Linked DNA regions of Anser cygnoides: region 1 is linked to region 2. A link is a contact called in public Hi-C data. All regions are on one chromosome and are shown on one strand. Each heading gives the region's core, a stretch centred on a gene start, on an enhancer-like site or on the middle of the called end of the contact. The rest is flanking DNA. Distances are from core to core; before and after follow the strand shown. Region 1 holds the start of FAXDC2 (fatty acid hydroxylase domain containing 2). Region 2 overlaps LARP1 (La ribonucleoprotein 1, translational regulator).

Region 1 (6,863 bases), core at 579-3,078, 41 kb after region 2:
ACAAAGTCTGATTTTCTCTTAGTAGAAATGCTTTTTTGATCAGACATTTCATAAAATAACTTCTCTTTGTTAAAGGTGATAACTTTCTGCCAATTTAGCATGTTGCATGAATTACACAACCTGAGTGAAGTTCTGAGCTCAGAAGGCAAAATAGTAACTATCACCTACAAAGATAAACGTTGAATCAAAATAGAGCTCAGAAGATGCTGACAGCATCAAGGTCACTTGACAGAGAGCAGTGTCCAGAAAAAACCTCTCCATTTACATCTGCATTTCTGCTGAGGTATGAACGCTAAACCTGAGAGACTGAACTATGCCTGAAGTGTAAGAGATACCAAGATTTATTTTTTTTTCCAGATACTTTTATTTATCTAAATGGTAATCAGGCTGCTGAGTCAATGAAAGCTTCCAGCTGACCCCGAACGCTGGGCAGATAGCAATTCTGAAGCACTATGAGAAATGTAATCCATTTTTAACAGATGCAACCCTGTCCGAGGAGGCTGGCAGCCTAAAAGCGAGGAAATACTATCTAAGCGTTATAATTCGTAGACAGGCTTCCAAATCAATCACGTATCTGCCATCAGCCAGTAAAGCAGTGGTGCTGGCAGCTGCGTGACACTAGAAGCCGTGTTGGGCTGTTTTAGTGAAGTTTTGGTGTTAATGTGACTTAAATAACGTTTCTGGAACAGAAGCCAGAGCCAGCTCAGAGCTGGCAGACGGGGCCACCACAGCGACCGCTGAGGCGAGGCGGCGCTGGCAGGGTCGGGCCGTGCCCAGGGTGACAAAGGCCCGCACCCTGCTGCCTCCCCCCGCCCGCAGCCTTTGGACTCGCCCAAGCTCCGCGCTCTGGGAGCGCCGGGCGAGCCCATCTCCCTCGTGCGCAGGGGGCGCGCCTCAGCGCAAGGGCAGCGGCCCTGCGCATGCGCACAGATCCGCGCAGCGCTCCTCCCTCTCCCCCCTCCCTTCCCCTCCCCTCCCCTGCGGGCGCGCGCGCGGCGGGCGCGCGGCAGGGCACGTTGCGGCGCGCGCGCGCCCGCCCGCCGCCGCCTCTTCCCCACCCACTTCTCGCGAGATCCGGGGAGGGCGAGCCGGAAATCCCGCCTAAGGCCCGGAGGGAGGCCTCATCGCGCCTGCGCGGTGCGCCACGGGCCCGGCCCCGGCTTCCGGGCAGGTAGCGGCGGGGGTGGGGGGAGGGGAGCGGAGGGGATGGGGGAGCCCGGAGCAGATGAGACGCGGGGGGAGCGGCGGCTAGAGCGGCCCGCGGGGGGGCGGGGCCCGGCCCGGCTCCAGGGGGCGGCGGCGGCGAGGAGGTGAGGGGGGGCCGGGAGCCCTCGGAGCCCCTCAGGGACCCCTCGGAGCCCCCCGGGCCTGTCCCGGGAGCCTCCCCCGGGGCCGGGCCGTTCGCGCGGGGCCGCCCCGAGGCCGTAAGCGGGGCGTGGGGGCGGGAAGGGCCCGGCCGGGGCCTGTCGCGGCTCTGCCCCGCGGTGAGAGGCCTCGGCGCGGCCTGCGGGGCGCCTGGCGCGGGCGCGGTGCCGGCGGGGCGCTCCGGGGGAAGCCGAGCTGTCTGCGCGGGTGCCTCAGCCCGGTGCGGGGTGGGGTAGGGGGCAGGTAAGGGGCTCCGGTACCTGCCCTGTTACCTGTGTGCCCGGCGTGCTTTAGATCGGCTTCTCCTTCACCGCGTCCACAGGCTCACAAAATGCCCAAAATCCTCTTGCAAGCTTCACGCGGGCTGTCTGAAGGTGCAAACAGAAGCATGAGCTGCTCTGCCAAATCCTTCCTTCCTTCACGGAGATCTTCATGTAAAACACGATTTCTTTTACCTGTTTAGCACAGCACGCTGATTGGATCGTGCAGCTTGCAGCTCTGCCCTGCCATCTGAATTCACCGGCTGTCTTTGCCCTGGTCGCTGCAAAATGCCTGCAGCCCTTGCAGAGAACAGCCAGGTTATCTGCGAAGTATGGGCAAACAATCTGGAAGAGGAGATGAGGAAAATCCGAGAGATTGTGCTAAGTTACAGCTACATCGCGATGGTAAATGTTTTATACGTGATCTGCTTGTCTCAGGGAAGGGGTTTTGGGTGGGGAAGGGGATTTAGTTGGTTCTTGGGCAAGAAACGATTTCCCCTGTTCCTGACCAAATTAAGCTAGAAGTGGTGAAAAACTAGAAAGCTGTTCATGTTCATTTCCAGAACGTAGTGCATATGTCGTGTTCAGATTGACTGATAGGCAGGAAAGAGAGACCACCTGAAACAACTGGATTAATTTAATATTTAGTCATTCAATGTGTGTTAGCCTATGCAATAGAAAATGGAATGGGTCAGATGTACAAAGTCTTTAGTGTTCTGCCGCCGTATTTGTCCTTTGAATTTCTTTCCCCTTTTGGCTATGGAAACTGACGCAGAACTGTAGGAAGAGAAACCTGCCAGTGACAGCTCGTTAGCAGGAGTGTCTCTTTCTGGTGTGGTCAGATGTTGATTCTTGTGGAAGAAAAATATTCTGGCTGTAGATATGACAGTGTGTTCCAGGAGGTTTTACTTAAGAAGACCAGAATATCCTCCGGTTGGAAGGATTCTCTGCTCTTAATAGCCTACACTCACTTGGCAGGAGCTGGTCAGTTCCATACATGTTTTTAGTTACGGTACTGTAAGTTATGCCAACTTTGATTGGGGTTACTAAACTTAAAGATGTGAGAAGTCTGTTATAAAAGTGTGGCATAAAAATACACGTCCCTTTAGGGTCTGTAAAATCCAACGTAGAACAAAGTTGTGCAAGTAAATAGAATCTTTTGTTGCCATATGCTGATAGGAAGTGAGCTCTCTCGCTTCAATTTGAGTTCTGTTTCATCTCACTGAGAGTGTTCATCACCTGTTTTAATAGCTGTGTTGTAGGAGTGGACACACAAAGACATTGGGCAAGAGAGAAATGTTGTAAGATATGCAGCACTGGGTTCTTTATGAAAGTTTTCGTGTATGCTGTAGAAGTTACGTGATGTAATCTAAGAGTAAATATAGTCTAAAAGTTTGGGTTTCAGCAAAGATAGCACACAATCACTGCCTAAGTAAAAGAGTTTTCACATAGTAGATGGAAATGAAAGAACACTTGTAACAGTGTAGTATCCGTAATAGAATATGAAACAGGATTAAAAATAAGAGTTTTTTATAGAAGGATTCACAGAATGCAGCGTTGAGACCTGCAAGTGTGGAATTGAACATTCTCCTGGTGGAACAAGTGATGAAATAAGATTTGCTCTTCTTTCCCAGGACACAGAGTTTCCGGGGGTTGTTGTAAGGCCAATAGGTGAATTCCGCAGCTCCATCGACTATCAGTATCAGCTCCTTCGGTGCAATGTTGACCTTCTGAAAATTATCCAGCTGGGCCTGACTTTCACAAATGAGAAAGGAGAATATCCTTCCGGGATCAACACCTGGCAGTTTAACTTCAAGTTCAACCTTACGTGAGTCTTCTGAGCTAGGGAATAGTCTGCCCACTGCTGCTGAAGTGGTGCTTGTCTTTGGGAAATGCAGAAGCCCGTCCGTGTGTTTGTCATCGGTGGTTGGTTCTGAGCAGTAACAATTCAGATTCTGATTTTATGGAACCCTATTTTGGCATGACAGGAGTTGCAATATTTCTGGAAGTCAAAGCCATTCTAAAATACTGTCTGTAATACCCTTTCCCTTCATAAATAGCCTATGCCCAGTAGTTCTGTGTGCCCTAAATTTGGCTTCTGGAAAAATGTTATGGTCTTAAACTTTATACACTTTCTGTATCTGTCTCTCTATATTGTATAATCATTTAAACAATTAAATCCATCTCTTCCTGCTAAAAAGAAATGGATGTGCTGTTTTCAGCAAAAAGGAGAATCTCTCTTTGCAGATCCATGCTAAAATATAAACTGGCATCTAAAGAAAAAAAACAGTGGAATTGTCACAGCTGTTCAAGGGGATGAATCTTGTTATAAGGAGTGTAAATCCTAACTGCAGTCCAGTTAAGATTTCAGAACAGCTTGTTTTGTATGTGGGAGGGTGCAATGATCATATTGAAAGTGATTTGATAGGAATTTTCTAGAGAGACAGATGCGGAGAGAGAGCCTAATGGTCACTCCAGTTTTCCAAAATGCAGCAGGTGGGGAATTTTTCTGAAAGGGCTGACTTGTTAGTGCTTCAAGTGCAAAGCTGCTTTTCTCCTTCAGGGAAGATATGTACTCTCAGGATTCCATAGACCTCCTCGCAAGCTCTGGGCTGCAGTTCCAGAAGCACGAAGAAGAAGGGATCGATACCCTGCATTTTGCTGAGTTGCTCATGACTTCAGGGGTCGTCCTTAGTGACAGTGTGAAATGGCTGTCGTTTCACAGGTAGGTCGGAGGTAATCACTGATGCTACAAGGGTATGAAATCTCTTTTTGGCTGAAATACTGCTGCTTTGGTCTATGGACAATGATGAGATTTTTAAGATTTAGCAGCTCTGCAGTTCTTAAGTGTAAAGTTGAAGGCGAAGTTTAAGAAGTGGCACCACTTATGTTAGCACCTACTGTGGTCTGAATTTTGGGTATGCGCTGCTTGCAAATCCATTTGCTGTTACAGTCCGCCTCTATGGCGAAAAAAAGGTGTCAGTGTTGTCAGTCATATTCAAACTTGTTAACCTGTGCGCGTTGCAAAGTAAGGTTTGTTTCTTCTGCCTTAAATGTTGGTGTTCTTCTCAGTTTCCATCTTGTGTGTATGCACAGAGGAAGAACTCTGTAGTTAAGGTATCTTTCTTGCAGTATTTCAAGCAACTTGATTGCAAAGCCTCTTGTCCTTGGTATCACTGCAAGTGAAAGGACTTGAGAGAGGAGGAGGTGGGAAGAGATTCTCAGGGGGTTTCGTGCTTTTCCATGTTGTCTGGAGTTTTATGAATATCAGAATATGTTAAGGTTTGAAAGCTATAGGATATTAAAAAGCAAACTCCAAACCTACTGAAAACTACTGTGTTGTGAAAAATGTGGTATTAGTACCGACGAGTACAGGTGCTGCCTGTTTATCTAGGTTCTGTATGTTTTTGGTTTCAGTGGTTATGACTTTGGCTACATGGTGAAGCTGTTGACAGATTCCAGGTTGCCAGAAGAGGAACACGAGTTTTTCCATATCTTGAACCTTTTCTTTCCATCTATCTACGATGTAAAGTACCTCATGAAGAGCTGCAAAAACCTCAAGGTACTTGCGTCTCCCCAGCAAACAAGCGTTGGGTAGATATCAGTGCTGCACATGGGCAGTAAGGCAAATGACAGAACTGCCACGTATATTGTCTCTAAGCTGGAGTGCGTATCAAAGCGAATAGTCACACACACACACACCTAGGCTAAGTTCGTATCTAATAGATGCTGCCTTCCCAGTTTTAAGCTTTTCAGTATGTTTATCGTGTAGGGGACATTTGCGTAACTTTGTGTATCGCTAATTTCAGAGGGCAGCTGTAATTCAGTATTCTTTATTTTTTCCTACTCAAGGTGGAGCATTTTGTTTTACACGAACTAGTGCGTGACTTGATTATCTGGTAGACACTCAGAGGGTAGAAAGTAATTTATCTACTGAATCACAGCCTTGTTTCAGGAAAGGGTGGGAAAGGTGCAGCACCTGTAATCTGTGAATATACAGTCATATTTTGAGTATCTGCAGCAGGAAAGCAAGGCACCTAAATTTAGGGAGAGTATTTTTGCATTTTTGAATGATTTTTACCATTTTAGTTCACTCACAGTTGGCGCGTGTTGCTGGAAACTGCTTCCAATATTTACACTTGTGTTTTGGAGAGGTGTGGCAATTGTGGTAAGACAGGGCTCGTACAAAACAGAGTCTGGTCTGTTTTCACTGCAGGGTGGCCTTCAAGAGGTGGCAGATCAGCTGGATTTGCAGCGAATTGGAAGACAGCACCAGGCGGGATCAGATTCTCTTCTCACAGGAATGGCATTCTTCAGAATGAAAGAGGTAGTGCGTTATTCTTTCTGGTTCTCTTTCCAGTCCCTATCCATCAATGTCAATACAACTGATGTCATTGGCTTTTTTGGTTTTTGTTTGAGCCTTGTGGCTGCCGCACTTCAAAATGTCAATAATAGGAAATGTTGATATTGGCACACACTTTTTCTGTTCGTACTTCTTTCCAGTCCTTATTTTACTTCCCACGCTGAATCCTAGAGGTGGCTGACTTCAGACAAGCTCCTTAATTAAGGTTAGGTGCTTTCCAGTTTAGGAAGGAACAGGAACTGTTTAATTGTGCCTCTTTTTTTTTTTTTTCCCCCCTCTGCAGTTGTTTTTTGAGGATACGATCGATGATGCAAAGTATTGTGGGCGGTTGTATGGCCTTGGCACCGGAGTGGCTCAGAAACAAAATGAAGATGTGGACTCAGCCCAAGAAAAAATGAGTATTTTGGCTATTATCAACAACATGCAGCCATGACAAGTGGGTACCCCTCAGCAGAACATGGTTACTGTATTGGCAGCTGCTGTCCTCAACTATTTTCCCTAAGAGTGTTTCAAAAGGCATCTAAAGTACACAGTCTGCAGAAGGCCTTCGGTTTTGCTGAATGAAGAGCTGCATCTTCATTTGAAACCCAGAAGGAGAGAGTTGACTGAATTCCTAATGCCAGCATTTGTGATTTGCCATCTTTTTAATACGAAGGGCAAAAGACAGAAACTGTGTATACCTCTTTTTTTTCCTCTTTATACTGTACAGAATCTGCAAGGAAGACTTAAGAGTAGAATATCCAGTAAAGCTAAGGGTCTGGAAATCCAATGAAATCGGACACAGACACGCACATGAATTTGCAAATTGTGCTTTAGAAAGCTTATTTTAAAACTTCTGCATGTTGTGAGGGTCAGAGCTTCACCTCATGGTTTGC
Region 2 (6,276 bases), core at 824-3,323:
AGCGATGTTATTTGGATTACCTCAGTCTCCTTTCTAGAAGCGCAGCCTCTGGATCTCCTCTTGGGGGTGACAGCTCCTCCTGAGGTGTGTTTTGTGTCAAGTTTGCACCTTTTCCTTGCACGACCCCCTCGCCTCCCCCCGCCGGTGCCTGCGGTGGGAACCGGGCGGTCCCTGCTGGAAGGGGGCTCACGGCAGCGCTCGGCTCTCGCTCCCTGTCTGATCGCTGTTAAATATTTACAGTGAGACGTACCAGATGCTTCTGAGGAAGGCTTTTTGTCAGCTTCCAAGCCCCCGGTCGCAGCTGCAGCGAGGCTGACGGCCATTAAAGGGCTTGCATCTGTGCGGAGCCCTCGGCTGGGCTGCGACACGGTGACCTCGCGTTGCTCGCGCTGCGGGCCCCGCCGCTTGTGCTGTCTCATCGGCTGCAGCGGGCTGCGGGTGGAGAACACCCCTCTGCGGATGACAAGAGATTAATGATGTCTGGTCCTCAGGCTTTTTTCTTTGAAGCTCCTCCACCGCGCTGGGAGGCGGAGCGGGCGATGCTCTTGCAGGGCCGGCCTTTTGTAGCCGTGCACCTTTCTCCTGGGGCCGTCTCTGCGCGGTGACAGCACACGCGTGACCCCCGCACGGCTGCTTCTGCCCCCTTTTTGTTCCAGGCACAGCCCTGCCTGCCTCCTCGGCTTCCACAGAAGGAGGAGCGGGTTCGTCCAGGCGAGGCAGAGCTCCCAGGGCCAGCTCCGAGCATCACCGCCCTCCTGCCATCCAGGGCTGGATCCCGCAGCGGAGCCCCGCTTCCCCTCGCCGCCAGCCCAGCAGCTGGTGCCTCTGTGCCGAGTGCTCCCCCAGTGCTGGTCACCCCGGTCAGGTTCCCGGCATACCTCCTGCTTTCCAGATAAGCTCCAGGACCTTGGGCTGGGCCCTGTTTGTCGCGCTTGGTGCTTTATCAGCTCTCGGCCGCTGACAAGGTGACCTGCAGCACCAAGGACCGTGCGGGAGGGAAGGTCTCCCCGGCCCGTGCCGTGCTTTGGGATGGCACCGCTGGGACCCGCAGCGTGTGTGTGTGTGTGTGCGTGTGTGACCACGTGCACCCCGCATCACTCGTGTGCTGAGCACCCTGGTCTCGGCGCTGCGACCCGGCTCGGTGCTGGGCTTGCAGCGCGCCGTGTGGAGGTCAGCTCCGCGGCGAGGCCGGGCCCGGGAGGGGCGGTCTCGCTGGGTCATCGTTTTTCAAACTAAATATAGTCGCCTGTGCTTTCATAAGGCTGGGATTTTTGCGTCACGTGATTGTCTTATCCCTCCTGGCCGGCAGTCAGTCAGAGTAGGGGATCTTGTGTCTGAATGGGTAATAATTAACTGTTAACTAGCTTTTCATTAGAGGCTGGCAGAACAGGCAGAGCGGTGCCGCAGAGGTAAGCAGGAGCGGAGGAAACCCCTCGGGGTCCGTCCTGGAGGGTGGAGGCCAGTGCTGGTAGGACACCCCCCCTTTAATTTGCAAATCAGCAGCCCCCAAAGGTGAGCGGGTTGGTTTTTCTCGGGCGTTTTACGAGGAGTCGCGAGTCCTGCCGTGTCCTGCGCGTCTGTCCTTGCCGTCCTGTACTTCCTGCTCGCGTCGCCCCTCCCTCTCCCCAGCCGCTGATTTTTTTTTTTTCAGGTCACGAACTATCAGCTGGGCTCCGGGCCGCCCTGGAGGAGAGCCTGACCCTCGGCCTCCTCCACGGCTTGGCTCCTCTGCCTGCCCTCATTCTCCCCGGGCCGCTGCAGCCTCGTCTCGGTGCTGAGCGCGCCCCGCCGTCCTCCCCGCCCCGCCGCCGAGGTGCCCTTGCTGTGCCTCGGCGCCCCGAGCAGCAGCTGAACCAACTCGCCTCTTTTCTCAGGGTCTGCAGCCCCAGCCCGCCCCTGACGGACGTCCACAGGTTGCAGGACCGACGTGGCGTCTGCCGCTGCGGGAGCCGCGAGCGCTGCCGGCTTTTCCAGCCCTCTCCATTAACCGTTTAATCCGCCGGGGAGCGTTTGCAGATGTCCTCGGAGGCATCGGAGCGGCTGGCGTCGCTCTCCTGCGGGATGACAGGGGAATTGCTGGCTCAGTGCTCGGCCGGCCAGGGACGTGCCCGTGCCAGGGAAGCCGGGTCAGGCGCCGGGGCTGGAGCTGCGCGGCACCGTGGGCGCTACTCCGCTCTCCCGGGGACAGCAAGGTGGCTCCGTATTGCGCCCTGCTTGTGGCACCAGGGAGCTGGGCATCCCTGGCCGCGTCCCTGCTGCAGTTTGGGAGCCACCGGCTCTCCCAGCAAAGACCGTGGGAGAAGTCAGCTTTCCTCAGAAAACTGGGGAATTTCTTGTCGTCTCCTCCTGCGCGACCCAGGGGTCGGTGCAGGGCGTGCGTGTTTGGCGTCTGTGGTGAAAGTTTCCTAGAAATTCTCTTGGGGAAGGATGTCACTTGAAAAGGCAGCCGAAAGATGTCACTTGCCCTTAAGATGGTTCATTTGCTACCTTTAACAGCAGTCAGCTGTGCCAGGAAAAATCCACGGCATCCTCGCTGGTGCTGTTAGTGCTGGAAGCACCCAGTGGCATTTCTTTACCCGCTCCTTCCTGACCGCAGCTTGGCTGTGAGCTGAAGGGTTCTTACCCTGAACCGGAGGGCCGCGGGAGAGCTTTGTGCAGCGCTGGTAAACCCACACCAGTCCTGGGAGCAAACGGGAGTCAGACGCTGCGGGTGTGTGCGTGCAGGAGCTTGTAGCTCAGTTACAGGCGTTCAAAAAGAAATTCTGTTCGTAGCCTCCCTGTGACCGGGGCTGCGTAATAACGGGTGCCCCCGCTTGTTGGGAAGCGCTGTGCCCGCCTGCGCTGCCTTTGGGCTGCAGTCAGCAAGGGGACAGGCTGCAGATTCACCTTCCCCTGCTCGGGAGCCATCTGAGGAACATCAGCCGAGGGATGCGAGGCGTTGCGGAGCTGGGAACAAAGCTCCGGAGCCGTGCTCCCAGCCCAGGGCTCTGGCTCCGTCCCGCTGCCGCCCATCAGCCTGCCCTCAGCCTGCCCCTCTGCGTTTTCCTGGGGCCAGCCCCCGTGCTCCGGGAGCTTGCTTTAGGACACCCAGGTAGGAGTGTTCCCATGCTCTCCGCAGCGCTGTCAGATGCCCTTTTTGAAGTTATTTTTAGCGAGTGATCTTTGCAGCCGTCGCAGAGCTTACATTGCGGAGAAGTGTAGGCAGCTCCTCGCTTCCTTCCCTGTTACAGCAGGGCTTGTGAGGTGGAGCCGTCTGCCGAGGAGCTGCAGAAAATTGCTTGGAAGGCTTTGAGCCGCGGCGCCTGCAGCTCGTCTCGCTCCTGCCGAACGTGCTTCCCATGTGCTTCACGGGATCCTGCTCCGCTCTGCACTTTGAGGGCTTTTGCTTGGTCCTCACCTCGCCCGTCGTACAGCAGTTTTTCTTGCACGTGCAAGAAAATTCGCGAAGGTGTTGGAAGTATCCCTCCTAGCGGCTGGCCCTGCCCACAGAGGTGTGCTGCCAGCTGGGAGCTGTGTGACCGCGTGCCCCAGGCAGTGGTGCTGGCTGCAGCTGGTTCCCTGCAGTCCCGGAGCAGGAGATGCCACCTGGTCGTGCCAGAAGATGCTTTCCTTGCAGCAGCATCTCGTTTTAAACTCCAGGCGAGCTCCGTTACGGTGCTCCCTTGATTTTCCACCCTCGTGCACGCACCCCTGCAGCTACAGCTGCGGTTCGGTGGGAGGCAGAGCGGCGCGGCGTTGTGAACCTGGAGGAGGCGCGCTCTGTGTCCCAGTTTGCCCTGAACCGGGCTGGTTTCGTGTACCTGGTGCTGTCCTCAACAAAACGTCAGCGTGCGAAGCCAGCCGGTGCTGTAAATCCCAGAATTTTCTGATGTGTGCAGGGCTTTGGGACAGGCGTTACACCACTTGTAACGCGGGGAAGGCTGGTGGGAAGGGGAAGGCTGCCATCAGCTTACAGGGCGCGTCTGCCCTGCAGGACTCGTCCTCCAAACCTCTCTGGAGGAGGCGTGGTGCCGGTGGGCACAAAGATCACCGGCTGTGGCCTCTGACGCCTGGGCTCAGTCAGGCTCCAGCACCAAGTCGGGCTCAGCCCTGGCTCGCTCCCTGCTGGATCCCAGCTTCTTGTGGGAGCTGCTCTGCGGGTCAGTGCTGCCCCGTCCCCCAGGTCTGCCCTGCGTGCTGCGTCCCTGGAGGGACTCGTGCCCCGCTCCAGCGGACCCTGAAGGTGTTGGCTGCCTCCAGAGCGAGCGGCTTACCCCCAGGCTGACTTCCTGTGCCTGCACAATGAGTCTGCACAAAAACGGTGTGACTGAGCAGTGAAGTAGCATCCTGTGCAGCGTGGGAGGGAGGGAGGCTGCTCCGGGGAATCCGGGGCTTCCAGGCTCGCCGCTTCCACCCCGACAGGATCGGCAGCACGGAGCCGTGCCCCTGCCTCGGCCTCTGCAGCACAAAGTCCAGGCTCTTGGCTGAAAACCCGCCCGCATCAGCAGTTTTTCCTAGATGCCAGCCCGCAGACTAGCAAGGCTCTGAGGCAGGCCTGCTCCCTTCAGGGGGGGACTTGGGTCCCGGTGGCTTGGATCCTGGGGAGGGAAGGATGTGCTGTGTCAGGGCTGGAGCACGTGCAGAGCCCCAGGACTCCGCATTCCTGCGGGCATCGGCCGCCCTTTGAGAGGCTGTCGCAGCTGGAGCAAGAGCGCTTGTCCACGCCGCACCGGAGCGGGGTGCCAGGGGCAGGCAGGACAGCTCACTTGCTGGAGACGCAGATATTTCTGCTGCGTAATGCCCGATCCCTGTCCAGCCCTGCCGATCTATTCCACCTCTCCCATCTGCCTTTTTAAAAATTTCTTCGCAGGCTGCGGTGGGTGTAAAGGATGGCAGGGAACCAGGCTGGCTGCTGGAGGGTTCGATTTCCCCCGGTGAGGCGGTAAATGTGTCTCGTAGGCTGTGTGCAGTGGTCCTGCAGCAGATCCCTCGCAGGGGAGCACGCTCAGGTGCAGAGCTGTTACTGTGCAGGCTTCAGGTCCTTGTGCAGTGGCTGTTCTGCTCCCAGGTATTGGGTTTGCTCACCTGGACTCTCCCTTCTTGCCCTGAGACTTACGAAGACGGCTGCTTTACTGCAGCCAGCTCCTGTCTGGAAGGAAAACGCGAGAGTTTTCACAGCCTCACCCATCTCGGTGTTGAGCAGGTGCTTCAGGCAGTAAGTGCTACAAGGCAGGGACTGCTTTGGCTGTGCCTGGGCCATGGTAGGGGTCTGACAGCAGCACTGGTCCTGGGATCCCAGTGCTCTCACCCATGCATCGCCCCCTCGATCAGCAAAGTTGGCTTGGCTTGGCAGCCCCATGCGAGGATGATCCGATCCCCCCTTGGTGCCACAGGCAGCAGCAGGCACAGCCTGGGGGGATCAGTTCTGGCAGCCTTGCTGCTGAGGCCAAAGCGCTGGGCTGAGGATGAGCAGGGAGGAGGCAGGAGGCCGCAGATAGCGGTCAGGATCAAAACTTGAGACCTGCTTTCTATTTCTGACTGCCCTCGCATCTGCTCTGCGACCTCAGGCAAGCCACTGCTTTCTTCTCTGGTCTCTGTCCCATTGTCAGGCTTGCACAGCTAAAACATGGGCTTGTTCCCTCTGCAGCCGTCCTGTCCATCCCCTAGCGCAGGGGCAGCCTGGTCTTTGTGCAGGTTCTCAGGCAGTGCTACTGCAACTGGATCTTACTGCAACCAACCAAACACAACAGGAGCCTTGGGATATGCCGGGGCACAAACCTCCTGGGTCAGTCTCCCGCTGGTATTTACATCAGTCAAAACCTGCAGGCTCTGCACGCCCTGGGAAGTGAAGGGAGGATGGTTTGTGTCCTTCCGAGGTTCCCCTGGGTGCTCAGTCAGGTTTTCAGCAGAGCCATTGATTGCAGGCAGCCCCCCTGCCCTGCTCAGCAAGGAGCTGGGGCGCTGAGCATCCATCCGAGATGACCTCTGCGGGGCTGGATGCCCCCAGGGCCATCTGCAGGGTGCCTGGGGGGTGGCTGCCCTGCACCCTCACTGCCCCTGCTCTGCCCTGCTCCCTGGCACTGCTGCTGCCGTGGATGGGGTCAGTGTGGCCCCAGAGAGCTGCAGGGGGTGTCCTGGCAGTCCTTTATGTGGTCCCAAGCACCAAAAGGGAAGTGTCTTTTTTTTTCTTAATTTTTTCATTTCAACTTTTTGCCCTGGACGCCTCTATATGGGTGAGTGACACCCCGTTGCTCCCCGTTTACCGAGCTGATGCAGTGACAGGGCAGCAGGATTTTT

What was found. Hi-C and Micro-C count contacts between places; a contact is called where the count stands out from the background.
Region 1: a contact with region 2 is called in a Hi-C map of liver, with 2.5 times the contacts expected there. The contact joins the promoter of FAXDC2 here to the enhancer-like site in region 2. A contact is called at or near these places in 2 of 7 Hi-C or Micro-C datasets (both in liver).

Annotation. Positions count from the first base shown.
Region 1 is chr14:7,403,165-7,410,027 of Taihu_goose_T2T_genome, forward strand. It overlaps FAXDC2 (fatty acid hydroxylase domain containing 2), which reads right to left and starts at 1,829. Exons shown (of 10, transcript XM_066977234.1): 1 at 1,638-1,829. It overlaps CNOT8 (CCR4-NOT transcription complex subunit 8), which reads left to right and starts at 1,862. Exons shown (of 6, transcript XM_013176015.3): 1 at 1,862-2,030; 2 at 3,260-3,453; 3 at 4,189-4,350; 4 at 5,043-5,187; 5 at 5,842-5,952; 6 at 6,272-6,863. The coding sequence starts at 1,914. The coding sequence ends at 6,421.
Region 2 is chr14:7,362,253-7,368,528 of Taihu_goose_T2T_genome, forward strand. All of the region lies in intron 2 of LARP1 (La ribonucleoprotein 1, translational regulator), which reads left to right. Among named protein-coding and RNA genes, the nearest start is that of LARP1, 22 kb to the left of the region's middle. Within about 2 kb of position 2,074, at least 3 of the 3 cell types and tissues checked have open chromatin away from gene starts, as enhancers often do. A contact at or near this core is called in liver, where this site is marked.